Regions from separate parts of the Mus musculus genome. Here all the other regions are linked to region 2. The links are chromatin contacts, called in public ChIA-PET and promoter capture Hi-C maps. All regions are on one chromosome and are shown on one strand. Each heading gives the region's core, a stretch centred on a gene start, on an enhancer-like site or on the middle of the called end of the contact. The rest is flanking DNA. Distances are from core to core; before and after follow the strand shown.

Evidence for each region. Promoter capture Hi-C pulls out the DNA fragments that hold promoters and counts their contacts. ChIA-PET counts read pairs in DNA pulled down with a chosen protein or histone mark.
Region 1: an RNA polymerase II ChIA-PET map of memory CD8 T cells shows a contact between it and region 2, with 27 read pairs. The contact joins the promoter of Pou2af1 here to the promoter of Ppp2r1b in region 2. A contact is called at or near these places in 4 of 39 promoter capture datasets (the 3T3-L1 cell line, liver, pre-B cells and 1 more), 1 of 484 Hi-C or Micro-C datasets (CD4 T cells), 1 of 115 datasets of contacts at active chromatin or transcription factors (memory CD8 T cells) and 1 of 9 other capture datasets (embryonic stem cells).
Region 3: a contact with region 2 is called in a promoter capture Hi-C map of liver, with 4 times the contacts expected there. The contact joins the promoter of Colca2 here to the promoter of Ppp2r1b in region 2. A contact is called at or near these places in 12 of 39 promoter capture datasets (the 3T3-L1 cell line, 3T3-L1-derived adipocytes, the C10 cell line and 7 more), 36 of 484 Hi-C or Micro-C datasets (the AML12 cell line, B cells, the BV-2 cell line and 19 more), 10 of 115 datasets of contacts at active chromatin or transcription factors (the NIH/3T3 cell line, astrocytes, bone marrow-derived macrophages and 6 more) and 3 of 9 other capture datasets (adipose tissue, embryonic stem cells and pancreatic islet).

The regions. Positions count from the first base shown.
Region 1 is chr9:51,211,256-51,216,035 of GRCm38.p6, reverse strand. Pou2af1 (POU domain, class 2, associating factor 1) reads right to left here and starts at 2,346. Exons shown (of 5, transcript NM_011136.2): 1 at 2,235-2,346. The coding sequence starts at 2,250.
Region 2 is chr9:50,855,566-50,860,015 of GRCm38.p6, reverse strand. It overlaps Ppp2r1b (protein phosphatase 2, regulatory subunit A, beta), which reads right to left and starts at 3,092. Exons shown (of 15, transcript NM_028614.3): 1 at 2,918-3,092; 2 at 2,090-2,180; 3 at 1,065-1,165. The coding sequence starts at 3,031.
Region 3 is chr9:51,277,013-51,281,802 of GRCm38.p6, reverse strand. It overlaps Colca2 (COLCA2 homolog), which reads left to right and starts at 3,249. Exons shown (of 5, transcript NM_001195681.1): 1 at 3,249-3,463; 2 at 4,113-4,207. The coding sequence starts at 4,148. It overlaps Gm32819 (a long non-coding RNA gene), which reads right to left. Exons shown (of 9, transcript XR_003948163.1): 2 at 4,564-4,790; 3 at 4,411-4,452; 4 at 1-4,265.

The DNA.
Region 1 (4,780 bases), core at 1,097-3,596, 360 kb before region 2:
CGATGATGGTGTACAGGGAGATGGGTTGATTAGGTTAGCTCGAATAAAGACTCTGCTGTGAGTTGCATCAGATGGGCTCCTATCTTGGGATAGGAGATGAAGGGGGATCAAACACTTCCTTGGCACTACAAATGCAGAACCTAAGGAGAAAGTCTGAAGATGGACCAACATCTTTATCTGGCTGACAGTGGAGAGGACCTCATAGCCAGGGCTGGGACCTCCAGGTTTCCACATCTCAATGTGAACAGTTCTGAGCTTTGTCACACTGTTCTCCCATCTTAACCAAAGCCTGTGTTCCCCCATGAGTCCACTAACAGGAGTCAGAGGCCAAGCAGGCAGGAGGCAACAGGGGCAATATGATTGTTTTCTTAACTCTCTCCAACGCCCTGGGTACAGTCATTTTAGCTCAAGCCTGAAGGGCGTTTTCTGAAAAAAAGAAAGTGCCTTTTCAGCACTCCCAGTGTCTGATTTCAAACCCTGCCCTCCCCGCCTGCGCTGGCACTGCCTAGACTTCACTCACTTCCCACAAGTCTTAGTCAGCCATATGACCAGGGTAAAGGGATAGGTCTGTTGCACAAGGCCTGCTCTTGTTTTCCTTCAAGCCCCCAAAAGACAGTTTAAGAGAGTTTATGAGCAAGAAGCAAGACCTCTAACAACTCTCCAAAAGAAAATCTGTTCATCCCTTAAGAGGCACTGGAGGAGAGAAAATGGATTATGTAACAATGAGATGCTATGGGGGCTTTTTCATACAGGCAAACAGCCCATACCTCAGGGCTAACACCAGGGCAGAGCACCCGGCAGAATTCTGGCCGCCCCGTCAACTTATTAAGAGCAGTTATACATGGTGGGATTACTTTTCACTCCATTCTAAATATGCAAACTCTAAGAGTTTAAAAACTAAAAGCAGCTCACACAAAACTCAAGTGATTTCACTTGAAGCAAGAGGGCATATTGGCACTTTGAAGGACATTAAAATCCATGTTCCTACAATCTCATAGTATTTACAATGGTGTTGGCTGCCACTCCGCTTCCAGAAAGATAAGGTTTTGCTCTGGTCACCTTTTTGGATGAGTTCTAAGCTACCCAAACTAGAATCTGTGGTCAGAAATCTCAAGTCCAAATCAAAGTTCATTTATTTTTATTTAAACAAAAAAGTCTTGCCCATATCAACAATGGGGTTAGTAAACTGAGGCACGTTGGGATTGCTTCTCTGAGTCACAGATGAAAAGAGTCAATTTCAAAGAATTTGGGAATAGGTGGGTGATAAGGGGACTATGTCACACTCTAATCAATGGAACACTATTGTCAGATTACTTTTTATAAGTAAAACCACGATTTCTTTTTCTTCTAATCTGGATTATCACATAAATTTGATTGAGGAATGCTATGCCTAAACCAATAAAAGATGTTTTATGGAATTAAACATCTTACAAAGAAAGATAGGGAAATTATAGCTCTTTGCTTGAGGAAGTACAGTCCTGAGCCTTAATAAGGTTCCCCTTTTGCAAGACTCTTGAGTTGACTTTATTTGCCTCGTGAAAGGAATGTTGTAAAGAATGTCTATATAGCCTCCGTTATCGATAACACAAGATTTTTTTCAATCCACAGAATGGAAAATACAGTTCATGGTTTGTTCCATTCAAGTCCAGGGATTAAAAATCAAGGTCAAAGATAAACAGTTTTTTTTTTGCAGTGGAACACAAAACCAACCATTGCCACAGAATAAGGAAGAAAGTGAAAAGAGGAGAGAGAGAGAGAGAGAGAGAGAGAGAGAGAGAGAGAGGTTTCATAAGACTGAGTTTCCACCCCATCCCTACACATCTACAGGAGGGAACCAACTCTGGCAGAATTCAGCTAGAAGTGGGCCAACAAAACTCAATAACAACCTGCAGAACTGGGGTCCATGAAAGGAAAGGTCCTCACGTGAAGAACGGCTCCTAACCCATATCATATGTGGTTTCCGTCTCATGAATCATAATCTGCCCTTCTGTCACCTCAGTGATTCATGCACAGAATCGGAGATGCAATGAGCTGTCCCCACCTTGGGACACTGGTTCATTCCCCCAGGTTGGAAAATGAGCATCATCTCCAACAGGCTCCATCTCACCCACCTCAGCCCTCCATGCCCCCGAGGCCCTGACGAGACTGGGTGCTCCCATCACCAACAGTAGCTCTCTATTCCTGGACCCTGCCTCTGCTTACTTGGCTCTGACAGCCACAAGCAAAGCACTTACATTTTTGCCAGAGCATGGCTTGTGACAGGATGTTGCCTTTTCTCTTTGAAGCAGACAGTTTGGCTTCTTTAATGTGACTGGGCGTGCTTTCCTCCCGTGGAACCACCGTTTACTCTGAGGCTGTTTCTTCAGCTTTTTAAAGGCCCGAGTTCCCGCTGAGAGGGGCCACGTCATCACATCCTCCTACCTCAGGCAGAGCTGTACTTTTTTTTCTTCAGCAACACCGCCTGTCAACCCACTGTGTGCACCCCCAAGGCCCCCACTGGCTGGAGAGTGCTTGAGACACAGGGCCAGCCAATTGGGACTAACCACCATACAGCACAGGAGGCCAAGGCCATTTGCACACAGCCACGGTGTTATGCCACATAGGAGGAGCATGAGAGTCTGTATGAACGCAAAAGGGTGGACCATGAGGTCAAGGATCAGCGCTCCTTGAGCGATGAGGGGTCCAAAGGATAATACAGACAACACCGAGCTTTCTCTGGCACTCACATACAGTTCCACACTATCAGGCCATTTACAGGACTGACCTTACCATTGGTCCCAGCTCGACGGGAAATGCGATTCCCAGGGGTCACTATTCTCACCATGGGAGGAAACACCTGCCCTCTCTTCAAGCCTCACTAACCAGCCTCCTCGTTCTCGGTGTTGCTTTTCTGTTTATTCCACTTTAAAATGTAACGGCTCCTCCCCTGGCCCCAGTCCCTGGCAAAATGGCGGCATGTAATATTGTTTAAATATAGGGGTCCCTGTTTCAGACGGTTGGTTATGTACACAGAAAGGGGGAACCGACTCGCTCAAAGAAGAAACAGAGACACTCAGGCTTCTTAACTGAAGCTGATTTCCCAAAGGTGACTTAATGGATTTAGGAGTACCAGCTTATCATAATCCTAGGACCCCAACACGGCTAATGGAAAGCCTCTCAAAGAAAGAGTAATGGATTCCCCATCCGCAGTACATACAGTATGGGGCTACATTCTGCCACTGTGTGTCTGAAACAGACTCATAGGCTCCATTCCAGTGACCCAGTTACTCTCAGGTCAAGATCATATGGTTATACCCCCGGGGTAGTCCAGAGTCCTTGCTGGTTTGCCTTCCATGGTGCCTCAGAGTGATCTAATGCATTCTGGGTCTGATCCTTCATTCTCCAGTGTTAAAAGCCTTGCCCTAAAGGACTACAGCTCAGTAAGGTAGCACTTGACTGGAATGGGTAAGCCTGAGGTTCACACTCCAGTACCACCCTTTAGCCACAGAGCTGAGACACTAAAGCCTTTCACAGTGAGCCAGTTGCAAGCTCTTTTTTTTTTTTTTTTTTTTTTTTTGGTTCCGAAACAGGGTTTCTCTGTGTAGCCCTGGCTGTCCTGGAACTCACTCTGTAGACCAGGCTGGCCTCGAACTCAGAAATCCACCTGTCTCTGCCTCCCGAGTGCTGGGATTAAAGGCATGTGCCACCACGCCCGGACGTTTTTTTTTTTTAACTTATTGGCCTCACCTGCTGGTACTCTCTCCCTGTCTTCCCCATCTGAAGAGAAACCCAACCCCATTTCTTTCATCAAGGTCCTACCAATAACGCCATGGCAGGCAAAACAATTTTGTGACTCACCCCCTGAACTTCCTGGCCTAGAAATGATCAGTCCCCTTCTCTCTGTTCCTAGGGCATTATGCCCGTTGTTTACATCATGTGTAACTGCCACATGACGCTGTAGGCACCTCATGGAGGCTTTATCTTTGTGCCTATGTAAGACAGAGAGTATGCTAAACCCCCAGTAAAACTTCACCTAATCAAGTTATAAATTACACCTCTAATAGATGGTCTGCTTGAGGAGAGGTCTTGAGGAGAAACACTGGTCACACAACACAATAATCCAACAGAGAAGCCTCACTCCTAGATAGATTATCAGCCCTCACTCCAAACCATCCTAGATCACCATGATGAAGGAAGGGACTTGCTGACCTGCTGCAGGGACGACATACCACAACCTGGACTAGCAGAGCAGGTGGCAGTGTCACAGAGCCTCGGGCTTTACTGGGAAGTGTCCTCCCACCGGGACTGGCTTGCCTGCAGGGGGTGTGAGTTCCCACCAGTGCTCTCCCGATCACTGGCTGTGTTCCCTCAAATATTCCATGCAACTATTCTCATCTCGGTTTCTGAGTTTATGAAATGAACTGGTTCTCCAGATGTCGCAGAGTCCTCAGGAGAAACAGAGGCCCTTCCTATAGCATTGCTCACATTTTGGTTGTCTTATTCTAACACCATGAATTAAGATTTATTTTTTTATTTGTCTCGCCACAGACCCAGCATAATGAGCTCCACAAAGCAATCAAAATAGCGACTTGCTGTGGCAGTGTTCTGCCTCACAGTGATATTATAGATTCAGACAGCGAGGAAATATTTGTAAAATATTAACATGAACCTGTCATGTATTAAGGGAACACAGCCAGTGAGCAGCAGAGCATTGGTAGGAACTGACGTCTCCTGCACCCTGAACCTGTCGCTTTAAAGCAAGCCCAACTGTCATTCAAATATTGTAGTATAACAAAAATAT
Region 2 (4,450 bases), core at 1,843-4,342:
TAATAAAGTGTGGCAGAAGAGTTTTTCTGACTCACTGCAAGGAAGCAAACGAGTCCAAGGACAGAAGCCCCACAACAATGCTACTAGCCAGGCACAAGTGCCCATGAATGCACAAATGAAGACTGAACTGGGATGGATGCAGTCGACAAGACTAATAGCTTAGGCGTGAAGGGGGAGAGGATTTAAGGAGGCCTTCCTCTGCTGGGCTGTAGCTCGGTGAAGGAACACTCACCTAGCATGCAAAGGCCCAGGCTTCAACTTCTCTGACGTAATTTGACATCAAAGCTATCTTCTAGGCTGGCCTTGTATAGCTAGGTAGCTAGTGATATGACTCAAAAAGAGGCACGTTTTGAGGGAAAAATGACAACCCGTATCTAAATCTGTTGTGATTTCTACAAGTGTCCACTTACCTCTTCTCCATCTATGTCTGGAGTTCTACAGAACCATCAAGGTAGAGCTAGGAACCATGGGAGCCAGCATTGAATACACAGTGCTTAAACCCCTAAACAGACAGCCCTGCCTTGTCAGCTGGTCAGCTTCTAGTCATCCTTTAAGGTCTAGTTCATCTGCATAGTGATGCATACCTTTAATCTCAGCACTCTGGAGGCAGAGGCAGGAGGATCTCTATGAGTTCAAAGCTAGCCTGTTCTATATAGAACCAAGGCTACAAAACAAGACCTTGCCTCAAAAAATACAAACAATGCCAGGGCCAAGAAGCAGGAGTGGGGAGGAAGGGAGCAGGGGAGCAGGGTGGTTATAGGGAACTTTCGGGATAGCATTAGAAATGTATATAAAGAAAATATCTAATAAAAAAAATTACAAACAAAAGAAAAAGGGGAACCAAATCAAGTTCTTTCCCTCCGCATCTCTGAAATAATAAGTCTATAGAGGCAGAAACAAGCTTACATTCGGCTGGTAAGATCTAAGTCTTGTTAGTATTATTATTGTCATCTGCCCATAAGAAGTCTGCATAAAATGCTGCAATGTGCCTATCACCAGTTAATAAAGGCACTGTTGATCCTACAAAGTTCTAGAAGGAGCATAGACGATAGAAAAGTACTCACCAGCAGACAGTGGGCAAAGTCAGGACCGCCCACCAAACCAGTGAAATTTCCCAGCTGCTCGGCGAGAGCTAACAGCACCTCATCTTCATCATAAATAGTATCTGAAAACAACAACAGCTGGTTACCACAGGGGCAAGGGCCACTGCGCTGGCTCTCACAGAGCGGTTGCAACTAGAATCCTAAAAGCATTTTCATCCCTCTCTAAATCACAAGTCTTTTTTTGTCAGTTTTTTTATTAGATATTTTCTTTATATACATTTCAAATTTCAAATGCTATCCCGAAAGTTCCCTATACCCCCCACCCCCGCCCTGCTCCCCTACCCACCCACTCCCACTTCTTGGCCCTGGCGTTCCCCTGTACTGGGGCATATAAAGTTTGCAAGATCAAGGGGCCTCTCTTCCCAGTGATGGCCGACTAGGCCATCTTCTGCTACATATGCAGCTAGAGACACGAGCTCCGGGGGTACTGGTTAGTTCATATTGTTGTTCCACCTATAGGGCTGCAGACCCCTTCAGCTCCTTGGGTGCTTTCTCTAGCTCCTATATTGGAGCTATATTGGAGCTGTGTTCCATCTTATAGATGACTACCACAAGTCTTCCTGAATGTTTCACACAATTATTAAGAAACTCACATCCTGGAGCTGGAGAGATGGCTCAGTGGTTAAGGGCACTGGCTGCTCTTCCAGAGAAGCAGCGTTCAATGCCCAGCACCCACATGGCAACTTAACAACTGCCTATAACTCCAGTTCCAGGGGATCTGTCACTTTCACATGCAGGCAAAACACCAATGCATATAAAATAAATCATTTACAAAGAAATCCATATTTCACATCAATCACCTTCCCACTAGCTACACGGTTTATGTTTGAGTATGTCTGACTATATGTAGCATTTCTATACACCTTGCAGAAGGCAAGGCTCAGTCTAGTACTTATCGCTACTCTAGGTAACAAACTAAGAAAATTAAATAAAAATAGTTTAAAAGCCAATAGAAATGGAGCGTGTATCTTTCAAGGGACACAAACCTGTAAGGAAAGGCAGCAGTTCCGTTCGAGTCCTTTCTACCCCGAGTGCTAGAGCTATAGTTGATAACTTCTTAATACTGTTGAGACGGAGCTTTAAAAACAAAGTGGGAGGGAGAACAAAGCAAAGAGATGATTGCAATTCTGGTCAAAGAAGCAAATAGGTGAGATACTGGGACACAGTATAATGATGAATGAGCCTTTCACTTAGATCTTAATCCTAGGAAAACTCAAGGACCGTTTAACACGTCATTAGCCAGAAGCTATCTTAGGGAGAACACTGAAGGGCCGGGGAAGAAACGAATGAATGAAAACACGCGGACAATGAGAGGGTCTGAAAAGAGAGAACTCTGGATGGAGAGAAGTGGGTGAAAGAAACGGTTAAGCACAACTCCTCCCTTTTCAGGGAAAAGTTCTATCACAACTGATGCACCACTCATCTGGGTTAATCAGCCGCCGCGCTCTTTCCACCCAACCAGCCCAGCTAGTTTGCCCGGGGACGGACACTCCGCATCACTTCAAAGGGAACGGGGGCCGGGGGCCGCTCCTCCGCTCCCGGCGGCCCCGCAGCCCGCCTGCGCTGGTCCACCCGAGGTGCGAACCGGTTCCCCGCCCACTGCCGGGAGCAGATGGACGCCACCACCCCAGAGGGTCGGAGGAGGGCAGCGGAGCTGAGACGGACCACCGCGCACCCGCCGCCCCACGCCTCCGTCCCGGGGCTGAATACGACTCTGCCACCCCGGGGGTCGCCCCCAGGGCTGAGCCGGCCTTTCCGCTTCCCTACCATGTGCGCTTCCGCCCTCGCCTCGGCTCCCCAGCCCAGCCTAGTACCTGCACGTCCTCATTGCGGAGCTCGTCGATTAAAACCGCGATCGGGTAGAGCGAATCGTCTCCATCTCCACCCGCTGCCCCCGGACCGGACCCTGGCCCTGCTGCGCCCGCCATGTTCTTCCTCCTCTGGCTGGTCGCCGCCGAAGGCCCCGTGCCCAGACCACGCCCCGCGCTCAGGCCACGCCCCGCGCTCAGGCCACGCCCCACACACAAACAGGCGGGGCTAAATCCAATCAGCCGGCTCCGAGGAACTGATGGAATCAAGTTTTTTCCCTGCGCGTGGAGGCTCCGGCCTGACCCCCATTGCTGGAACTGGAGGTCTGAACTCCAGAAGAAGGGCGGGCCGAAAAAACCAATGGAACCCCTGCATCCTTTCCCCAGCCGAAAGAAACAAGGGCAGGGATTCATCGTCTCCTTGCTGTGCTCTGAAGGAGACGGGCCTTAATGATGGATGCCGAGCCTCAAGTAGAACTCAGAGACAGGCCAGGAGGAAGAAGCTTTAACACCTCCCCCTCCACCCCAACCTCCACCCCCACCCCCAGGCTTCATGCTGGCCCTGAGCCACTGGGTCTTGGTCTTAATTTCCCCTTGGGCGACAAGCCTCTACACGCGCGCGCGCGCGCACACACACACACACACACACACACACACACACACACACACCTTCCTCTGGCCTGTTTGCCAAAATCGTGGCTGGCTCCTGCTCCTTAAGACAAATAATGAGGGCGGTGAGAGAAAATGAACAGTGCTGTCCAAACTCCCCAGTCAATATTTTTTCCACGCAAGCTGTTCAAAACATGCTGCTCTCTTGTTTTTGTGTTTCTTTTCAGTGTGGTACTGGAATGGCGCCTTCTGTTGTATTGTCTTCTCTTTTTTTTTCCTTCTTTACCAAGAAGCACAACAACCTAACATAACTGGGCCCAGTTTTACTCACCCCAGTTCGGTGCGGGTGTAAACTGGCCTCCCTAGACCTCCAGGAGTCCCCCTAAAGGACTCCAGGAGGAGGTGGGCCTGGGCCTTTTTACACAGAACTTAATGGAAAATGTTCCACTTGCCCTATGGAATGGCACAAAGTAACTATCTCTCCTTTCGACTTAGATATAAGCAACTTAGATTGGTAGCTCTGTCACAAGTTCTCAGATGACACTATTTTGTGCCTTAAGGAAATTGTCATTAATAAATGCAACTTAGGAGGTAAGTTTTTTTTTTTTTCTTTTTAAAGCATGGGATGCCTACTAGGAGATAGCCTTTCATAGTCAAAGCTTGAGAACCAACAGACTTCAGTTTGCGGTTTTTGTTTTTTCAACTTCTGTCCACGAATGAATGCTTGAAGACTCTCGTTTTATTTTGATAATTTTTAGATTCACTTACTTAAGGCATGGTCTGGACTGCTGGGGTGGCTATCTTTTTTAATTACAAAAACTGTGTATATGTGTGGTATGTACACACATGAGCCACTGAACAAGTGTAGTCAGAGGACAGCTTGCGGAGTGGGTTATCTACTTCTACCAAGTGGGTTCCAGTAACTGAACT
Region 3 (4,790 bases), core at 2,000-4,499, 420 kb before region 2:
CTCAGGAACTGCACCAGCACACAAATGCCCCAGGATGTTAGCTATGGCTCAGGCAAAGACTTCTGGGAGAAAAGATGCAGATTTCTTCGCTCTTATCCCTGTAGACACCAGGCTTCTAAAGAGCCTGTCTTCCAGTCTGTGTTCTCTCTGGAGAACTCAGTCACCAGCACTACTGTTCTTGATATTGTCAAGGGAAAACTGTGACCTTAGGCCCCCTCTGCTCAATCCTGTGTGAAAGGGGAGCTGAAGAAATATATTTAGTGTAAAAGAATGAGACAGCACGAGGGGAAAGAGAGGCATGTATAGAGTCAGAGAGAAAAGAGAGACAAGAAATGAAAATAAGTGTCAACATGGAGAAAAACAGGGGACAGAAAAGGGGGGGCAGAATAAACAAAACAGCCAAAGGACAACAAGGAGATCTTAAAAGCAAGACAGAAAGGAGGACAGCAAGGGAAAACATTGACTAGAGGAAAGAAGGATGTGGTCCCAGGGAGAGGGTTTCTCTCAGATCCCCTGGTCCTTTCTCTGGTCTGGTCCTCAGGCCTGGCTTTACAAAAATAGAGTCCAGTGGCTGATAAACACCAGCTGGACCAAATACAACCACATCTCACCCTACTTCTCCACCGCCAGATGCTACTTCAAGTGTCCCCAGCCCTGACCCTTTTCCAGATATGTGGCTCCACCTGCCTAGCAGACAGGTCTACCCTGAATGCTTGTATCACCCCCAGAGACCCTTTAGCTGAGCTGTTTGTTAGATACTCTATATCTAATATACTATGTCTGATATATTTTTAAGTTTTCAGACTTTTTTCTAAAGATTTTTTAATCTAAAGCTTGGGTTTTTGTTTTGGTTTGGTTTTGGTGTTTTTTTTTTTTTTTTTGGCTTTTGTTTGGTAGGTTTATTTTTTGTTTTGTTTGCACTTCAGACAACTCGGGGATTAAAAGAGAGAGGCCTATACCATCACTTTATCTGCATTCCTGGAAACCTCCTAGTTATTTGCAAAGGGGACCCTTCTGTCCCCCTGTGACATCTTGACCTGACATTCCATATCACTCCAGTCTCTTCATCCTTCAAATCACAGGACAGAGAGCAACTCAGGCAGAGCTTCCAAAATACACATCAGCATGGGTCGGAGTTACTCATATTCATGAGGGATCCAAGAAGACAGGTTGGTTCCAAATTCCTCCTACCTCTCTCCTCAGAGCCTTCAAAAGAAAGAAAGAAAGAAAAAACCATGCCCTTCCTCTAAAGGAAGCAGGAGTTCTATGAGGTAAAAAGTCTGGGGTTCGAGGAATTAAAAACAAGCCAAAACATAGGAATAGGGATTGCCACAATGCAGCAGTGGAAACCTGGCCTAAAGGAATCTCAGGTGGGTCAAGGAAGCTGTGCTGGTCTACAGCTCCAAAGAGCAAAGAGCGCTGATGTTTAAGGACTGCTTGCTGGAAGCCCAGTGTCTGTGACCTAGCAGGAGGGAGGATGCAGACTGGACAGGCAAGCCTTGTGGCCAGGCAGGGCCAGAGGGATACAAAGCACAAAGTTTTGGCCTCTGCCGTCCTCTGACCTGCAGCCTGGGCCCAAAGTGGCTCTTTGCTGTGCCACACCCTCTGTCTGCCATGTTCATTCCCCAAAACCTGCCATTTCCCCTTAAAATGGAGAGTGGACAAGAGAGATTCAATGTGGCTGTCCAACCTGGTTCAGGTGGTCCACAGGGAACAGCCTAGGTCAGTGGGGACTTCAGGGCAGCCTTTGAGGCACTAACATAGAGCATCTTTGAGGACACCTGCTCTGCCTGTGGGCAGGTGGACAAAATGTTTAAAATAGGAGAAAAGCAAGGGTCAGGACCCAAAGGGATCTCCCTCTCTGTTTCTCTGGACTCTCTGTGAGGTGCCTGTGTGCAGGATTTCTGCAGAAGATAGTCCATTTTGTTAAGCCTTTGAATATTCAAATTGAAAGTATCGCGCAATCATTGATTGTCAAATCATGGGTTTCTAGAGGTTTTAAATACTTGGCATGAGGGGGAAAAAACTCAAACCTATACCCGAAGGTATAAAACATTAATTCTGTGTGTCTCCTGATCCAGGGACCTGGGTGCTGCCTCGTGTTTTGTGAAACTTTAAAAATGTCGCATCTCTGCCTTTCTCCCTGCACAGGAGCCTTCCTAGGTGCTGAGTCTCTGAAGCTGCAGCATCCAGTCTCCAGCCCAGCTCCTGCTGACCAGGATGTCGGGTAACTCAGATGCTTTTCCAGGGGTCGGGTCATGAGGGCCAGGGGCACTTGGATCCGAGTGTATTTCCTCTGCTTTTCCTGCGTATAACAGAGAGGCACAAAGTCAGGGAATAATAGTCAGGGCCGGGCATGGATCCAGAGAGGACGCGATCCCGCTGTGTCGGGTCCCTCTGGGTGACTGCCCCCCAGAGCAGAGGCCCAGAGACCCATAAGGCCACTCCGGACAATCGAGTCCCCCACGCCCCTGCCTGCCCTTTCACTTTTCCACCTTGGAGTCCTGGGAATTTGGAGGCGCCGACCTTGTGAGCCCAGAAGCGGCGGCGCGGGGGAGCTAGAGGCTCACGGTGAGCCCTGGACTGGAGCAGGACGCACCCGGCAGGGAACTGGGCTGGGGCTGGTCCCGCGTGGACCCCGAGGCGCGCCCGCGCTGCCTGCAGATCCCAGAGCCGACCCAGACAGTGGGGATGGGAGGAAAGGAGACTGGAGCGGAGTGGGCGCGTCCTGGCACTGCAGCAAGACAAACCGATGCCCAGGACCGGGAAGAACAGCGCACTAACTTTCCTTAGGGATCCTAACTTTCAGGATCTGGCTCGTGGGTGGGGGTCTCCCTGCTGTCCAGCCGCGGTCCCTACACTAACCAGGCGAGGCGCTGGTGGCCTGGCACTGTCTCCAAACGCCTAGGCCAGGGGCCACTGTGCTCCGCCCCTCCCCGTGATTCTAATAAGCGCTCTCTCCAGGGTCAAGGTCGGGTGGGAGTCACACTGGGCTTCTAAGTCAAACTCTATTCGGAAAGTGCCTCTGCCGGGTCTAGCCTGGCCTAACAACCAGTCAGACCTACTCACTGCGCTCTGCCGGGACCCCAGGCGGTCACCGGTCCCTCCCAGCCGACCCCCGCCTAGCACAGCCGGCTACTTGGGCTCTCCCAGGTCTCCCGGCCCAGCTCTGCCGGCTCAGGGGCGGCCCCTTCCGGAGGGCTGCCTCTAGGCGACTGCGCGGTCCTAGGGAGCCTCGGGATGCCATTACTCCAGAGCTGCAGCTCTTGCTGGAGAACTCTCCACAGCTCAGTTCTCCAAAAGCCTGCACCGGAAAGGGAGGGGGTGGGAAGAGATGAAGAGAGCGACAGAGTCGGAGACTAGAGGGAGGAAGGGGGTGAGGAAGAAAAGACATTTTTGAAAAAGAGAAAGGACCGACAGGAGACTATTTCCCGATCTTGGCTCCTTTTCTGGGGTCAGTGCAGTAAGTCCTTAACAGGGCCAGGACAGACTGACTGCCCCGACCCCTGTAGCTTGTCGCTTGTTTCAGGGCTTGCTTCCAGACCAAGGGCACCACAAATAAAGGTTGTACTTCCCCAGAAGCCATGCCTGGATTGATAGAGGAATACAGTGGGGCGGGGGGCATGGGGAGAGGGGCTGTTGTTCACATTATGGTGAGGTCCGCGAGATCAGTTGGAAACAGAGAGCACCCCAGATCCACAAGCTGAGCCGGAACCCCAGATTTAATATCGTAGCCAAAATAGCAGGCTTGTTTGACCTCCCTCCACATTCCAGAGCAGAACAGCTGGTACTGTCCTGAGGATGGGGCCCAGCTAGGGATGAATAATTTCATAGATGCCCACAGATACTGTTCCCACTAGGACCCTGAAGCACCTGCCTGTGCTTAACCTTTTCTAGTTTGAGAAATGTGGGTATTTTTTAACGTTATCTTTTCTTTCTTTTTCTTCTTCTTCTTTTTTTTTCTTTTCTTTTTCTTTTTTCATTCTCTTCGTGTGTTCTGCAAAGGTAGAAACTTGGCCTTGGGTATCCTAGCCTTACCAAGGGAACCCTCACTGTATCCCCTTGACACCCAAGCTTTGAAACTGACCACTAACCCTGTTGCCTCTCCCCAGAAAAACCTAAGGTGTATCAAGGCGTCCGTGTGAAGATGACCGTGAAAGAGCTTCTGCAGCAAAGAAGGGCACACCAGGCCACCTCAGGGGCAAACGTAAGCACCACCCTCTCCGTCTCTGTCCCTCCCAGTCCATCGAAGGCTTCGTTCAGCCCTGTGTCAGGGAAGATGCAGAGGCCACCCATAAGCACAGCCCTGTTCAGGGATTCTTACATCTGTCCCCAACTTCCCAGGTCACCATAGGCAGCCACCAAAACCTGTGGGACATGGTGTAGGGCTCAGGACTGTGGGAGGCTCACCTCTCACTGCTCATAGCTGAGTGGGGAAGGCTTCTTGGTCCTCTGCAAGGAAGAGAGGCAGCCAACAGGTTAAATATGTTTTTATAGTGTTAAGAGAGTATAGATACAGCCCCAACAAACTCATTGAAAAAAAATTATCTCCCAGAAACCCACCTAGTTTCTCTGTAATTTAGGCTCTGAGGTCATGTATATGAAAAACCAGCAGTCACTGGAAGTCTCTGGAAGAAAAGGCCTCTCTCTCTGGAATACACAGAACTATGACAGAACTGATCTGGGTAGTCATAAGACACTCTGACACCTCACATTTATAACCCAAGTGCTTGGGGCAGCTGCAGAACCATGTAAACTAGGCGTGCTTGTCCACCGAGAGAGAGTTCAAT